Linked DNA regions of Mus musculus: region 2 is linked to region 1. Evidence: chromatin contacts called from public promoter capture Hi-C data. All regions are on one chromosome and are shown on one strand. The core of a region is the stretch at or near the end of the contact, and the rest is flanking DNA. Distances in the headings are between cores, read along the strand shown.

Region 1 (6,652 bases), core at 410-2,909:
AAATTTGGGGAGGGGCGAATGAGAAAGTTACATGTTTCACTACTTAACAAAAGTTTTAACGCACAAACATCAATTTGTAAACTAAACCTCTGTTAAATTCGAAAAGATCCCATGAAATCTAACAGCACAGTGAAGACAACGAGCAAGTAAAAACAGACTGCCAAAAAAGATTTGCCAAAATGCTGTTTTTCAGTTCACCTATACTGTCACACCAAAATCTTGTTGCTTTAATAAGAAAAATTTACTTCTTATTGTTGATATATCTGTTCTGTGTTTCCATGCAGTAACAGGTTCTCTCTCTCTCTCTCTCTCTCTCTCTCTCTCTCTCTCTCTCTCTCTCTCTCTCTCTCTCTCTCTCTCTCACACACACACTCTGACAGGGATTCCCAGGACACCAGTGGGGCCTCTTTCAAGCCCCTTAAGTGTTAACAGCAGAGGCCTGGCTGTGACCAGGCGTCTGGCCCGATTTAAATGCCCTCATCTTCAGAGGTCTGCGGTGAGCCTAGCCATAAAACTAGGGGACATTACCGAACCCCAGAGTGTCTGATCTTCCCCCCCCCCCCCGCACTGCATACAACTTCACTCATACAATTAAGGCTGCTAGTTGGCATTCCATTTAACTGTCAAACTCAGGCTGGTGGCAGCCCCACAGCCACAAAGAGATGCCTTAAACGAGAAGAACATGTTTCTACACCGCATTTGAGAAAGTTTGGCTCCGAGCTATGTACTGATTGATATCAGATCTCTCTCACTTGCCTCTCCAATCTTGTCACATCTGGCTGACAAATCCCCAGGAGTTTATCCGAAGTCGTGAGGCCAGTAGGGTTAAGGGGCTCCCCTGGGGAAGCAGCGCCCGTGGACAGCGGACACCCGAAGCGGATGCTGGGGTACGCCCGGCTGGAACCCCGCTGCGGGGTGGACAGTCACTGGGCCACTAAGCACCTCACCTCTGCATTGCCAGGATCCCTTCCTGTCACTCTCAGGTAAACCATCTCCAAAGAGACTGGACCTTGGCCCTCTGGCTTCCCCATCAGCATCCGGATGCGCTCCTCCAAGTCCCTGAGCGACCGGAGGGCACGAACACCCCTCACTGTCCCACGCTCGACAAGCCAGGCGGAACGCCGGCAAACCAACGCACTCCTTCAGCGCGGTTCAACTGCGAGCATCCGTCCTCTTCAGACACGTCTAACTAAGCTGACGGTTTGCGGCGCTTTTGGTCTTTTGTCTCTTCCCTTTTAAAAAAGCAAGGATTTGTCCCTCAGGGGACCGGCGCCCCCTCCACGCCCCTCGGGCGTCTCCGCGACTCTCCTCCCGGGATGACCGAAGGTCACGGCTTGAAATACCAGACAGATGGACGTCCCTGCGCCAACAGCGGTTGGACAGGGGCTCTGGGGTGTAAGAGAAACGGGGCGCCGCTCACGGGTCACCTCGCTGCGACCGGGCACAGGCTGCGAGGAACTGCAGTTCGGCCTCCCGGGACGCACACACGGCGCCGACGACGAGCAGGTGGCCCTCGTAGGGCGGCCCCGCGCCCGTCGCCCGCGCGACCGCTTACCTCAGCCATCCTGCAGCCGCTGCGGAGCCGGCCTTCCCGGCGCGCGTCCCCTGCCCGGGCCGCTCCGCGTCCGCCCCGGCTCGGCGACCGCCGCATCCACGCTCTGGCCGTCTGGGCCACCCCCGCCCCCCCTGCGCAGGAGAAGTGGGCGGCTCCCCGCGGCGCCGGGTGACCGCGCCGGCCCTTGCGCCCCTCGTGCACCCTCGCGTCCGCCCCGCGCCCCGGGGTCCGCCCCTCCGCTCGCCCCGCCCCGCGCCCCTACTCCGGCCGCCGGGGGCTGCGGGCGACGCTCGAGGGGGTGTGGGGAGGCCACGCAGAGTCGCCTCGGTTGAGGCCAGGCCGCGGCCCCCCGCGCACAGCGGAGACCTCGGCGGCCGCGGGCGCGGAGGTGTCTGCCCCCGGCGGGCTTGAAGGCACTTGTTGAGAAGGAGACAGACGTGTCGGTGTTTGCCTCTCCCCGGCGAGGGCGAAACGCTCTCTGAAGTTCCCTGGCTCTGCTCTCTCGGGCTGATGCAGCCTCCCTCGCCTCCCCCGGAGGCGCCTCGGGTCCCGGTGTGGACCAGGCAGAAGGCTGCACTGCCCCCGCCCCCACCGGGAACTTTTTATTTCCACAGATGTGGGGACTTGGGTCGGGTCGTGGAGGCTTGATTGGGAACTCAAACACCCCGGTCTCTTGTGTGCTCTGTGTTAAAGTCCCGGTGTTACCGCTTGCCTGGGACAGGTGACTTCGCTCTCAGAGTTGGAAAGCGGGATTAGACTTAACTAGGTTCTAAGGAGACACGGAGATGAAGTGATAAATCAAACAAGAGTTTCGTCCCCTGGGAGCCGATGGGGAGGGGCTCGCCAGGAGAACCTGCTTTCCGGGGCCTGAGGACAAAGAAAAAGAATCCTTCGGCCCTAAGAACAGGGGAAGATTGTCCACAGCTGGTGTGAAACAGAACCAGGTTTTACTATATAGCTCTTGGGCAGGGCGGGACCTGAGACCTGAAGAGAGGCCAAAGTGTTTGGCTTTTTGGGTCTGTCCTTTTTAGAAGTAAGAGAGCCTAGACTTGGAGTGGCAGGTCCTGTTTCTTTTTTTTTTTTTTTTTTTTCTTTTTTTTTCCCCCAATTTGTTGCACCTGCTTCGCTGCTGGTGGGCGTCCTTGAAAAGGGAACACAGTCCTGCACAAATCAGAGATGCCGGGACAAAGAAAGAGTTGCAAACAGAAGACAGGATGCCAGTTACCCCACGTGCTGACAACAGGCTTCAGAGGGGGGAAAGGTGAGAACAGGACACATGACAGAAAAAAAAGTGTGGGCATCTGTGCTGCACGGGGTCCGGAAACTGGACACCTGGATTTCCCCCAGGTGCCTGTTCTGGGTCTACCTGGTGGTACTTTTCCTTGCAGGCATGAAGTTGCCTAGCCATTGCGATAACATTGACCTGGAGATGCGCATTAATATTGCCACATGGCAAACTTCATTATGAAGCCTTGTTTTATTAATGACCAAGCTAAACTGGTTGGTTACCTTCTGTTTGCTCTTTCCCAAACAGCTACAGTCCACCACACCACCCAACGTTTTAGGCCTTTCTTCTGGTCCTTTCTTTTGTGGCTATTGTTTCAAGGTGTTCTCTTCAGAGAGGATTGTGTCCCTGGCTCAGAAGCCTTCCCTGACCCACCAGGCCTCCACTCCACATATTTCTGCACCCTTCACTTGTTTCTGCCTCCCTCCATGCTTACTGCATTTTGAAGCCTAGAGGTGTTTCCTTGTCCTAATTTCTTGGCCATTGCACATCTTAGTGGATTCTGTGCAATGAGTTGCTGTAGCTGACAGGACACTTGCTTAGGAGTTAGAGTGACCTGGGCTTGTTCTCAACAAGTGGAAACTGCTGGAGGAAGCTAGCCAATTCGGTCTCCCTTTTCTGATCTGTAAAAGTGGACCTGAAACCACCTCTAAATTCAGGCTGGCAAGCTAAATAAAATAATCTCTCTTACTACATGTAGAGCTTATTTTTATTAACTAAATTAATTAACTAACTCTTGTAGAAGTTTAGAACATTTATATTTCCTTGTTATACATGCACCAAAATGTCTAAATCCCAGTAAATGGTCCATTTAAATATTCTAAATGTTTTTCAAAGTTTGTGTTCATTGCAAATGATTTAGTAAAGCCTTCCACCAGTGACAGATACTGGAGTCAACGTGTTAACTTTATTCCTGCTTACAAACACAGGGACGATTTGGGATGGGTTTGAACACATGAAAACAGGCTGCCTCTCTCAAAATGTATTACATTTTACCTACAGGGAATGAATAGGTCTAGATGAAAATTACTAATCAATCTCCCGAAGGTTCTTTTAGAATAACATATCTTACAATACAACGTGGCTTCTGAAATCGCTCTTAGCACACTCTACTGAGCTAATGGGCTGGCTTCTCTCTACCACCTCTTGGAAACAGATACTCAGAAACAGGGAGAAAGAAGCCACTTGTGGCTAGAGGAAGGCATGTGGTGCAGGCTGGGTGAAGATGGCACAGACCATGCTTCCCTTTTCATTTTCTCATCAGCAGAGGGATCTGGCACAGCTCGCCCCCTCTCTCGACCTCAGCCATCCTCATCTGGCAAATGAGTGTGTCTATCCCTGGCCCTTCACATTGCTCTCTCAAACCTAAACCTCAGCATTTCCTTTTGAAATCCAGCCTTGCTCTTTTCCCTTTGTGTCTAGTTTCTTCTCTTAGCAAGGAGTAAAACAATGCATCCCCAACCCTGCCAGGAATTTTTAAAACCCAATCTATTAAAAAGAGCAAAAATTAAGAAGACACAAAACAAATCTTTGTGATCTTAAGGAAACAAGAGTCGGCTCTTGAAGGACAAGGGACCAGATTGGGTCCCTCTTGTCTCTGAGTCCTTTCTCAGAGTAGATGTGCTATGATCCCCAATTCTAAGGGGGACTGGCTGTTTGGGTCTTGGGTCAGGGGCAGCAGGGAAGGTATGGGCTGTAGGGACAGAGGGCCAATGCTGTCTGAAGTGGGCACTTGTTGCTCTACTCGTCATCAGCTGGGAATGTGGGCTCAGTTTTGCCAGATTTTCTGAGTTTTCAAGAAAGGCTGGAAACATTCTGATATTTAAAAGTTGCCAACGAATTCAAGTTTTTGATAAATATAGTATGAGTCAAACAGCATGTTTGCAAGCTGAATCTGGCCAGTGTAGCCGTCATTCGTATCCTCTGGCGAGTAGTGATGTCTTCCTGAGGTCCAGCCTTGTAGCACACAACAGGTTGGCAGGGAGTTCTTTGCTGAGCAGGTAAGATTCCTGCTCCAGAACAGCTCCTCGCCACTTGGGTCTTAAACATGTCTTGAAAAACCATGCTGAGTTTAGATTCAACCTTGTGTTGGACTCAGTTTACAAACGAGCTGGTAAGAGTTTCTAATATTTTCCCTCTGGAAGAACATCTCTGGTGTTCACAAATGCTGTTAAAATACAGAACAGCTTCTTAGGAAAATAATATTTAGAAACATTTCCTCCGGGGGAGGGAATGGGATGAAAAATGAGCTTGAAAAAAATGTAAATTAAAAAAAACATTTTAAATCACTTAGATTATTGTATTTTAAAATCCTCTCATACCAGCTAGGAGGGTTGGACAGTAAAGATGGGAACATCCTCTAACAGTAGGGTAAGCAGGTAACCTGCCCAAGGAGACAGCCACCTCTCACCTGAGCCCATCAGCGGCCTGAGGGAGGAGGAGCCAGCCCTGGGGCTGTTGGCAAGAGGACAGAGTAAGGGCCAAAAGGGTAGGGCAGGCAGAGGCTCTGTTCTAGAGTGTGGGCAGAGAGATGTAGCCTGGTGGTGGTGGTGGCCTCCCAGAGTCATCCACATTCCTCTGAGGACAGTGTCGGGAAACAGCAGCAGGCAAGAGTCACCTCCCGGCCCAGACACAGACACCTGGTGGCGGCAGGTCTGGGCACATCTGAAAGCTCAGATCCGTGTTGGAGCCTGACTAAGCAGTGCTTGAGCCAACTGGGCCCCCCCACGTGGCTGCCTGCTGCGGGGCAGGCTGGCCTGCTGCAAGCTTGGCGCAGGTGTTGCAACCTCCCACCCCCCTCTAGCTCCAGAGCTGTTTGCTGTGGAGATAGACCGATGATGAGGCCATTCTGAAGATGATATGGGGTGCTAGTAACATTCCTACCCTTTTACCCGTCACACAAGTCAAGCCTAGGGCTGAAAGCACGCAAATGCACTGCCTCCAACACAGACATGAGTGCACTGCCCCTGGTAGTTTGGGCTTTGGAGTCCAAGACTGTATGGGGCGGGGGCGGGGGTGGGGGATGGGGGGGTGGGGGTATCAACGGAAGCAGGATAAAGAGAGTAGTAAATTCCAAAGAGAAAACAGACCCAGGCCTAACTGACTCTCTGAATGCTTCAGCAAGCATGTGGCTTGAACACACCAGTGGCCCTTTCTGCAATCAGGGGAAAAATTACCTCTTTTTAATATGGACAAGCTGGAGAGACTTATCATTCTTTCAAGTGTTACACTCCGGGGTGGGGTGGTTTGCAGATGTACTGATCATAGCTTGGGAATGTCTGAGTTGGGTTCCCAGTTGGCTGGTCCCGTGTCTGTGGCCTTTTTATGTGCACATGTATGGAAGTCACAGGTAGATTAACATTGAGCATCTTCCTCAGCCACTCTTCAGCATACCCTCCCCCCTTTTACTAGATCTGCTGGCTAGTGAGCAGCAGGGGTCAGCTTGTTCCCTCCCAGGCCCCTCAGCATTGGGGTTACAAATATATGCTGTCGCACACAGCTCTCTGAGGGTCCTGGGGATCCAAACTCCGGTCCTTGTGCCTGTGTGGTAAGCACTTCGCTGGCTGAGCCATCTCTCCAGTTCCTCTGTGACCTTTAAGCAGTTACAAGAGAGTTGTGGCCTGCCTTCCAAACCATTCTCTCTTCTCTAGAAGGTGCTGGGAAGAAATCACCTCCCTGGCTACTTTGTTTGGTGTTACAATTACATCTCTGAGCTCAGGGAGCCCCTTAGTGTGGAAGAACTATTCAGTCGCTGGAAATCTCCTGGACAGTTTACAGATGAGCTGATGAATTTGGGGTGAGTTTTATGAGGA
Region 2 (7,089 bases), core at 2,594-5,093, 270 kb after region 1:
GAAAAAAAATCAGTTCTTTGTTATTGTTGCTGTTGTTTTGGTTGTTTTTGAAATAGGGTTTCTCTGTGTAGCCCTGACTGTCCTAGAATTCACTCTGTTGACCAGGCTGGCCTCGAACTCACAGAGATCTGCCTGCCTCTGCCTCTTAAGTGCTGGTATTAAAAGCGTACTTCACCACTGCCTGGCCAAAACCCCTTATTCTTAAAATATTAATGTTTTGCTCCCTGGGTGCCTTTCACTTTGGAGCTGCCCACTTATTCTCTGGCTCCACCAGCTCATATTTCAATAGAAAATAAAGCGCTTTGTCTGTTTTGTTTTGTCCCTTAAGTACTTTCCAGTTTACTGTTTCTGTTCTGACTATGCCTAGCCTGGAGTTTACCCCTGTGCCTGGTTAGTTTTTTGCCAATTTGATGTAAGCCAGGATCACCTCTACTGAGAAATGCCTCCACCAGTGGCCTGTAGGCAAATCTGTGGTCATTTTCTTGACTAATGATTGACGTGGGAGAGCCCCGCCCACTGTGGGCGGTGCCACTCCTGGTCCTTGGTTGTATAAGAAAGCAGGCTGAGCAAGCCCGTGCGGAGCAAGCTGGTAAGCAGCCCCCCTCTATGATCTCCACTTCAGTTGCTGCCTCCAGACTCCCACTTGAGTTCCTGCCCTGGCTTCCTGGATGCAGCTGCAGTCAGCCTTGCTTGCCCCATGCTGTGTCTGGCCATGGTGTCGCAGCAATGGAAGTACTCACAGCAAATAGAGCCAGGGAAATCCTACCAACACGGACCAGTTGAGGAGGCTTTTGGTCTCTTAATACTAAGTGGATCTCTAATTCATATTTCAAGATCAGGATCAGTGTATTGGTTTCTCCAGTGCCAGCCAGCAATGAAGGAGATTGTAGGTGGCTACTCCAGCCATCATAACACACCCAATGTACCAAGTGTGGTGGGCCTGTGTGGGCCTCTTCCCCAACTGATCTTCCACTCTCCTCAAGCGAGATCACTGTGCAAAGCATGTTTATAGCTTCAAAGTATCTAAAGCCCCAGTTCAGTAGTCACATGGCACAGCCTACACTCCATTTTGTTGACCAAGGCAAGTGGAGGGTTGGAATGGGATACCCTGGATCTCAGTGGGTGGAGCTACAAAGCATGGCGGCCATCTTTGCAGTCTTCTCTGGCTACAAGATATAAGGCCAGCGCTTGTATAACTCCCATTAGAGTCTCTGAGTATTACCTCCAAAAGTTTGGAACCAATCCTGGAGGTGACTTTGCTTCTCACTGGTTGCTGTAGAGCAGTCTCAGGTTCCTTTGAGGTCACGTCTCATATTAAGAATTGGAACAAGCCTGCTTGACCTCTGTCCTCAGCCTACGAAGTGAAAACTCCTGCCAAGTGGATTGAGGAGCCCACAGGCTCTGTAGTTTAAACGACACTGTTTATTGGACTTAGTTCCTGGGGTGGGGTGGGGTGGGGGGATGGTGGGGTGGGGTGGGGGATGGTGGGGTGGGGTGGGGTGGGGTGGGGGGATGGTGGGGTGGGGTGGGGTGGGGTGGGGGATGGTGGGGTGGGGTGGGGTGGGGGATGGTGGGGTAGGGTGGGGTGGGGTGAGGGATGGTGGGGTGGGGGGTGGTGGTGGCCCGCAGATGAGACTGTCCTGCTCGTTCTCTCAGCTGGGTCAGTTGGTGCCTGTGGTTCTGGGGCATGAGTGTGTGGAGGCTGGCGCCCCTTTACCTTTCTGCCTAGTAGGGCTTGTTCACAGGCAGAGGGTTTCAGGGGAGTGGGTGGAAGCACACAGGTCTCTTTCTAGCTAGGCTTGGTTCTGTGTGGTCAAAACAAGTCATGGGGCCACGCTGTTAGTGGGGCAATAGAACGCTAGTTCTTTTTTTTTGTTTGTTTGTTTTAAATTTTCGGAGACAGGGTTTCTCTGTGTAATTCTGCGTCCTGAGTGCTGAGGTTAAACACATGTGCCACCATACCAGGCTCTGCTAGCCATGTTTGTAAGCCATTCTTTCCAGGAAATCCTGTGTCACATAATTAATTTAAGCTAAACTCTGTGTCTGTTTACCACACCCACACCTCCTTATCTCATAGCAATAGTGTGTGTGTGTGTGTGTGTGTGTGTGTGTGTGTGTGTGTGTGTGAGAGAGAGAGAGAGAGTAGGGCAGGCAGTCAGACGAAACCGTGCCTGTATGTAAGGGATCTGCAGTCCCCTTAACTTACTTACTGCGACTTTATACATGTGTCAACACTCTAAAGCCATAAGTAAATCACAGTGAAGTACTTTTTAAAGACAACACGCTTTGTTATGGCAGTCCGTTCTCCTTGTTCACGAAGCCAGATCCATTGGGGCCGGAGTCACTTTTCTGAAAGGCTTCTCTAAGTGGTTGTGTTGGTCTTTAGAGACCTGTCTGCCATGCCCTCTGGCTTGCCAGGCTGCGATCTGTGGCCTCTGCCTCCCTTTCAATGTCTTCTTCCGTCCTCCCCTTGAGCAGTCTTCACTTGGGAGTGAAACTCCTTACTGTTTTGTGAGCACACTGATCTCTCATTATCTAGGGACATTTTTTGGTGGTCAGAGTGGTGTGGCAGATGTGTGCATGTGTTTGTGTGTGTGCACATGAGTGTGCACAGTGAGCACATGACTTCTATTATCATTTAGCGGTAGACAGCAGGGATGCTGCTAAGCCTCTCTTATTGTACAGATAGCCACAAAGGATAGGAACTGTGCTCAGTATCAAACCACCCTTCCCATTCCTCTCAGTTTTCCTTTTTGAAAACACCACCACATCCCAGAAGACCTTTCCCGCTGTGCTGCACACTGAAATGTCACTGTCCTTAAAAAACAAACTCAAATGCCACGCATTCTAGGAGTCAGGTCTTGAATGATCTGCCTCCTGCTCTGCAGACGAGATACTTTCTAAGCAGCCCTGAGAGTCTGTCAAGTTGATGAATTGATAATAGTTTGCATTTGGTCCTAGTATTTGTCCGTTTTTACCGCCTGTCTCTTACATTCAGGCTGTTGGGGTGCTGCTAACTCTTGTCACTCTTGTGTCCCTAGCTGTCTTGTCACTGCGTGTATTAGAACTGCTTTGTGCCATCTGATGAGGATGGGTGCATGATAAAGCTTAGACAAATGGGAAGTGTACATTGTTCCATGATCTTTTCTTTTCTCATTAGTAGCTGTTGTGGTGTGCGTGTGTGTGTGCATGCACCCGCACGCATGCCACAGTGCACATATAGAAGTCTGGGAACAACCTTGTGGAGTTGGTTCTCTCCTTCTACCTCTACGTGGGCTCCAGGGCTCGAACTCAGGAACCTTTAAAATTACTGGCTGCTCTTCCAGAGGGCCTGGGTTCGAGTCCCAGCACCCACATGGCAGCTCACTGTCTGTAACTAATGTTCCAGGGATAGATATGCAGGCAAAACCCCAGTGTACAGAAAACCAAAAATCCAACAACGCCAGAGCCAAGATTTTTGTCACTAATTTCAATGAAAGGAATATAGAGAATCTTTGTTCAGTGAAAGCATTTGTGTTTGTTTTTGCAGCTGTTTAGTGAAAAAATAAGTGGTGCCGAAGGAACGAAGCTAGATGAAGAATTTCTGAACATGGAAAAGGTAAAGCTTTTTGAACATGTGACGGGTTAGAAATGGGCTGTCTGTGCCCGAGAGAGAACCGCCTACTATTGGGAATATGACCTGGAGTGGGAATCCAGAATGTTCAAATGCAAGCATGGGGTGCAGAGTCGGGAAGGCAGGACCCCAGTGCTTCCCAGCCCAAGCCAGGATCAGGTTGAACCACATCTAGTCTGGGCAAGTTGAGGAAGGAAACGGAATGTGACTAACTGGTTCCCCTAGTGGCCAGCTGTCAGAATGCATAACATGTGGGCCTTGGCAACAACTCCAGGGCCAAATGGTGCTCATATGTCTTAGAGAGTCAACTGTGTCTCAAGGCTTGTGTGACAAGGCTTTTCCGATTTATAACAACTGATTTATCATTTGGTAATCTAGGCTGTTGTTCCCATCTGTTTCAGCAGCTGCACAGCAAATACTTTTCTGCCATTAGAACCGACATATCAGCTGTGATACAGAGATAAGTATGTGTGCCCGGCTGGCCTCACATGGGGGCATCTAGAATCATATATGCAGATGAAATAATTTAGAAGAGTGTTCCTGGCTTGGCACTCCAATGATGGACTGCAGACTCTGTCCCCTGTCCTGTCCCCTGGTCATCTACCTGGAGAGTGGCTCTGGTGCAGTCGGAGCTGGGTCCACACTGCTCTGCTTCCTCCCCTTTGTCTTGGGCCCTTTGAGCAGAGCTTGTCCTAACGATTAGATTCCTCAGACCGGAGCTGGGGGCCTGGGTGTGGCCGGCAGTGCAGGTTGGGGGAAAGCCCGCTCTGGGTGTGGGTTGGGAGGGCATTCTCTTTAATGTAGGTAGGACCTGGCCAGCCTTCCTCCAGGAAGTGCCCGAGAGGTGTTTTTTTTTGTTTTTTGTTTTGTTTTTTTTTTGTTTTGTTTTGTTTTGTTTTTTCGAGACAGGGTTTCTCTGTGTAGCCCTGGCTGTCCTGGAACTCACTTTGTAGACCAGGCTGGCCTTGAACTCAGAAATCCGCCTGCCTCTGCCTCCCGAGTGCTGGGATTAAAGGCATGCGCCACCACGCCCGGTTTCCTAGAAGTGTTAAGACCCTAAGAAGAGAAGCTTATTTTGTGTTTGATTTTGAAAAAAGAAATTCTGTGCATTGAAAACCCTTTCAACATGTTAATATCATTGACATATCTAAAGTTGATTTTTAAATTTATTAATATATATAATGATAGGATGTATATGGCTTCTTTACCAACTAGATTATTCAATTCATATGCTATACTTAAAAACAAACATCTGGAGTTATGTTATTGGGTTTAGAGTCAAGGTCTGGGCGCTGGCAGCTCTGACAAGCTGGGTTCAGACAGTAAGTAACACCCATCCATGGCATCTGCATCAGCTCCTGTATCCTGACCTGCTTGTTCTCAACAAGCCCGTTAAAGAGGCAGGTGGCAGGGCAAACCTGGGCAGAGCAGCTTATTCAGTGTAGCCCCGTCTGCACCAAGAGAAACACACGAACATTCCATGTGAAAGGAGGCTCTGATTTCAATAGTAGGCTGAGGCGTGTATAACGAGGCAGCGCTGGTCAGGGTGTGGCTGAGGCATGGGTAATTAATCTAGGCCGTGCTGCTTCAGGTCCTGGCCCCAACTTTGCCTCTGTCTCTGCTTCATCTCTTCTGAAAGGTGGATCTTAAGTTGTCAGATGGGGTCTTAGTCAGGGTTTCTATTCCTGCACAAACATCATGACCAAGAAGCAGTTGGGGAGGAAAGGGTTTATTCGGCTTACACTTCTACACCAAAGGAAGTCAGGACTGGAACTCAAGCAGGTCAGGAAGCAGGAGCTGATGCAGAGGCATGGAGGGATGTTACTTACTGGCTTGCTTCCGCTGTCTTGCTTAGCTTGCTTTCATATAGAACCCAGGACTACCAGCTCAGAGATGGTCCCACCCACAATGGGCCCTTCCATCCTTGATCATTAATTGAGAAAATGCCCCACAGATGGATCTCATGGAGGCATTTCCTAAAGGGAGGCTCCTTTTTCTGTGATAACTCCAGCTTGTGTCAAGTTGACACACAAAACAAGCCAGTACAGATGGTATGAAACCGCTTTCTCCTTTGCTGGGCACCAGGGCTTCCTCGGATCCTCTCACATAGCATAGCATCCTGGGAAAGTCCAGTATCAGATAACCAATGGGGTGGTGGACAGGAGGGGGACGGACAGGAGGGGGACAGACAGGAGGGGTTTCTTAGGAATGTCTTCACTCCTGATGGGGCAGGTGAAGTTTTAGCTGATGGACTGAGGTTCCTTTTGTTTATTCCTGTTTAGATTTTTCCCTCCAAAAATCATTGGTAGTGACAGAAGTACAAAAATAATATCTATACTGTAGTATAGGATAGAGGAGCTTGCTGTTAGGTGATTATATGTTACAAAACTAAGTACTTTAAGGACTTTATGGAAGAAATTAGAGTCATCTAAAAGATGACATGAGAATGACCGGGCAATGGGAATAATAACCCACAAACATGCTTACTAAGCAGAAACAAAGGAGCGATGCTAACATCAGAGGATAGCACAGTACCAAAAATGCATTGCAAGGAAAAATGTTTCCTTTAAAAAATTGTCATGTTAATGTAATCTTTAAAATTTTATGCATGCATCTTAATCATATATCCATTTCCTCTTTATCTCCTCAAAATACCCCCCGAAGAACTTTAAAAAAATATAGGAAGATGAAGAAAAGTATCAGAGTTCTGAATCAGACATAGCTTCTAAGTTTGTGAGGTAAAAGCTATGAGGAGGCCTGAGAAGAGACTGAAGTCAGAGAAGCTGCCCACCCTCCCCTCTCTTGTAGTAACAGATGGACCAACGGTTCTCATAGGCTCAAGGAAGGTTTGGGCAAAACATTCATACCGTTGACTGTGTATAAGTAGAGCCTGCATCCCCCCGGGTGGAAGTGGTCACTCTTCCCAGGCTCTTTGGTTGCAGTTACAGAGGACTCACGGGGAAAGTTTCTTAAAGCCATAGAACGAAATCATCACAGGGAAGATGGCTTCCCAACGCCACGTTTGGATCCTCAGAAATGTGAACCTGGGGCAGGAGAGAGGGGTCAGCGTGTAAGAGCACTGTTGCTTTTGCAGAGGAACAGGGTGACCCACAACGGTCTTCAGTTGCAGGGGATCTGGCGCCCTCTTCTGGCCTCCAAGGGTAGCAGGCAAACACACAGGCAAATGCTCATTTATATAAAATAAAAACAAATCTCCTTTGAAAATGTGAAGTCACTTCTTCATTTGAAGGAGATTTTAATAAAAAGTAGAATTATGTATTATGACAAGTGACAGAACTTTGCTTTCCGCACCTGTGACTTATGGCTACATCTCAGATGCAGTTAGCAGGAAATCAGCGTTGATAGAAAGCAAGGACATCACAGAGTCCACAGCTGGGGGATCATCAGCCAATTAAGTCACTCCACATAGAAGGTAGAGCTTAGTATGGGGACTGGAGAGAGGACCTGACGGTTGA

What was found. Promoter capture Hi-C pulls out the DNA fragments that hold promoters and counts their contacts.
Region 2: a contact with region 1 is called in a promoter capture Hi-C map of embryonic stem cells, with 5 times the contacts expected there. The contact joins the enhancer-like site here to the promoter of Bnc1 in region 1. A contact is called at or near these places in 14 of 39 promoter capture datasets (the C10 cell line, the HPC-7 cell line, cranial neural crest and 8 more), 2 of 15 datasets of contacts at CTCF or cohesin (the NIH/3T3 cell line and stem cell-derived epiblast-like cells), 5 of 484 Hi-C or Micro-C datasets (embryonic fibroblasts and embryonic stem cells), 9 of 115 datasets of contacts at active chromatin or transcription factors (craniofacial prominence, embryonic basal ganglia, embryonic forebrain and 4 more) and 2 of 9 other capture datasets (adipose tissue and liver).

The regions. Positions count from the first base shown.
Region 1 is chr7:81,990,640-81,997,291 of GRCm38.p6, forward strand. It overlaps Bnc1 (basonuclin 1), which reads right to left and starts at 1,660. Exons shown (of 5, transcript NM_007562.2): 1 at 1,556-1,660. The coding sequence starts at 1,651.
Region 2 is chr7:82,256,603-82,263,691 of GRCm38.p6, forward strand. It overlaps Sh3gl3 (SH3-domain GRB2-like 3), which reads left to right. Exons shown (of 9, transcript NM_017400.7): 2 at 3,530-3,598. Among named protein-coding and RNA genes, the nearest start is that of Gm32903, 4.2 kb to the left of the region's middle. Within about 2 kb of position 3,844, at least 4 of the 459 cell types and tissues checked have an H3K27ac peak or open chromatin away from gene starts, as enhancers often do. A contact at or near this core is called in embryonic stem cells, where this site is marked.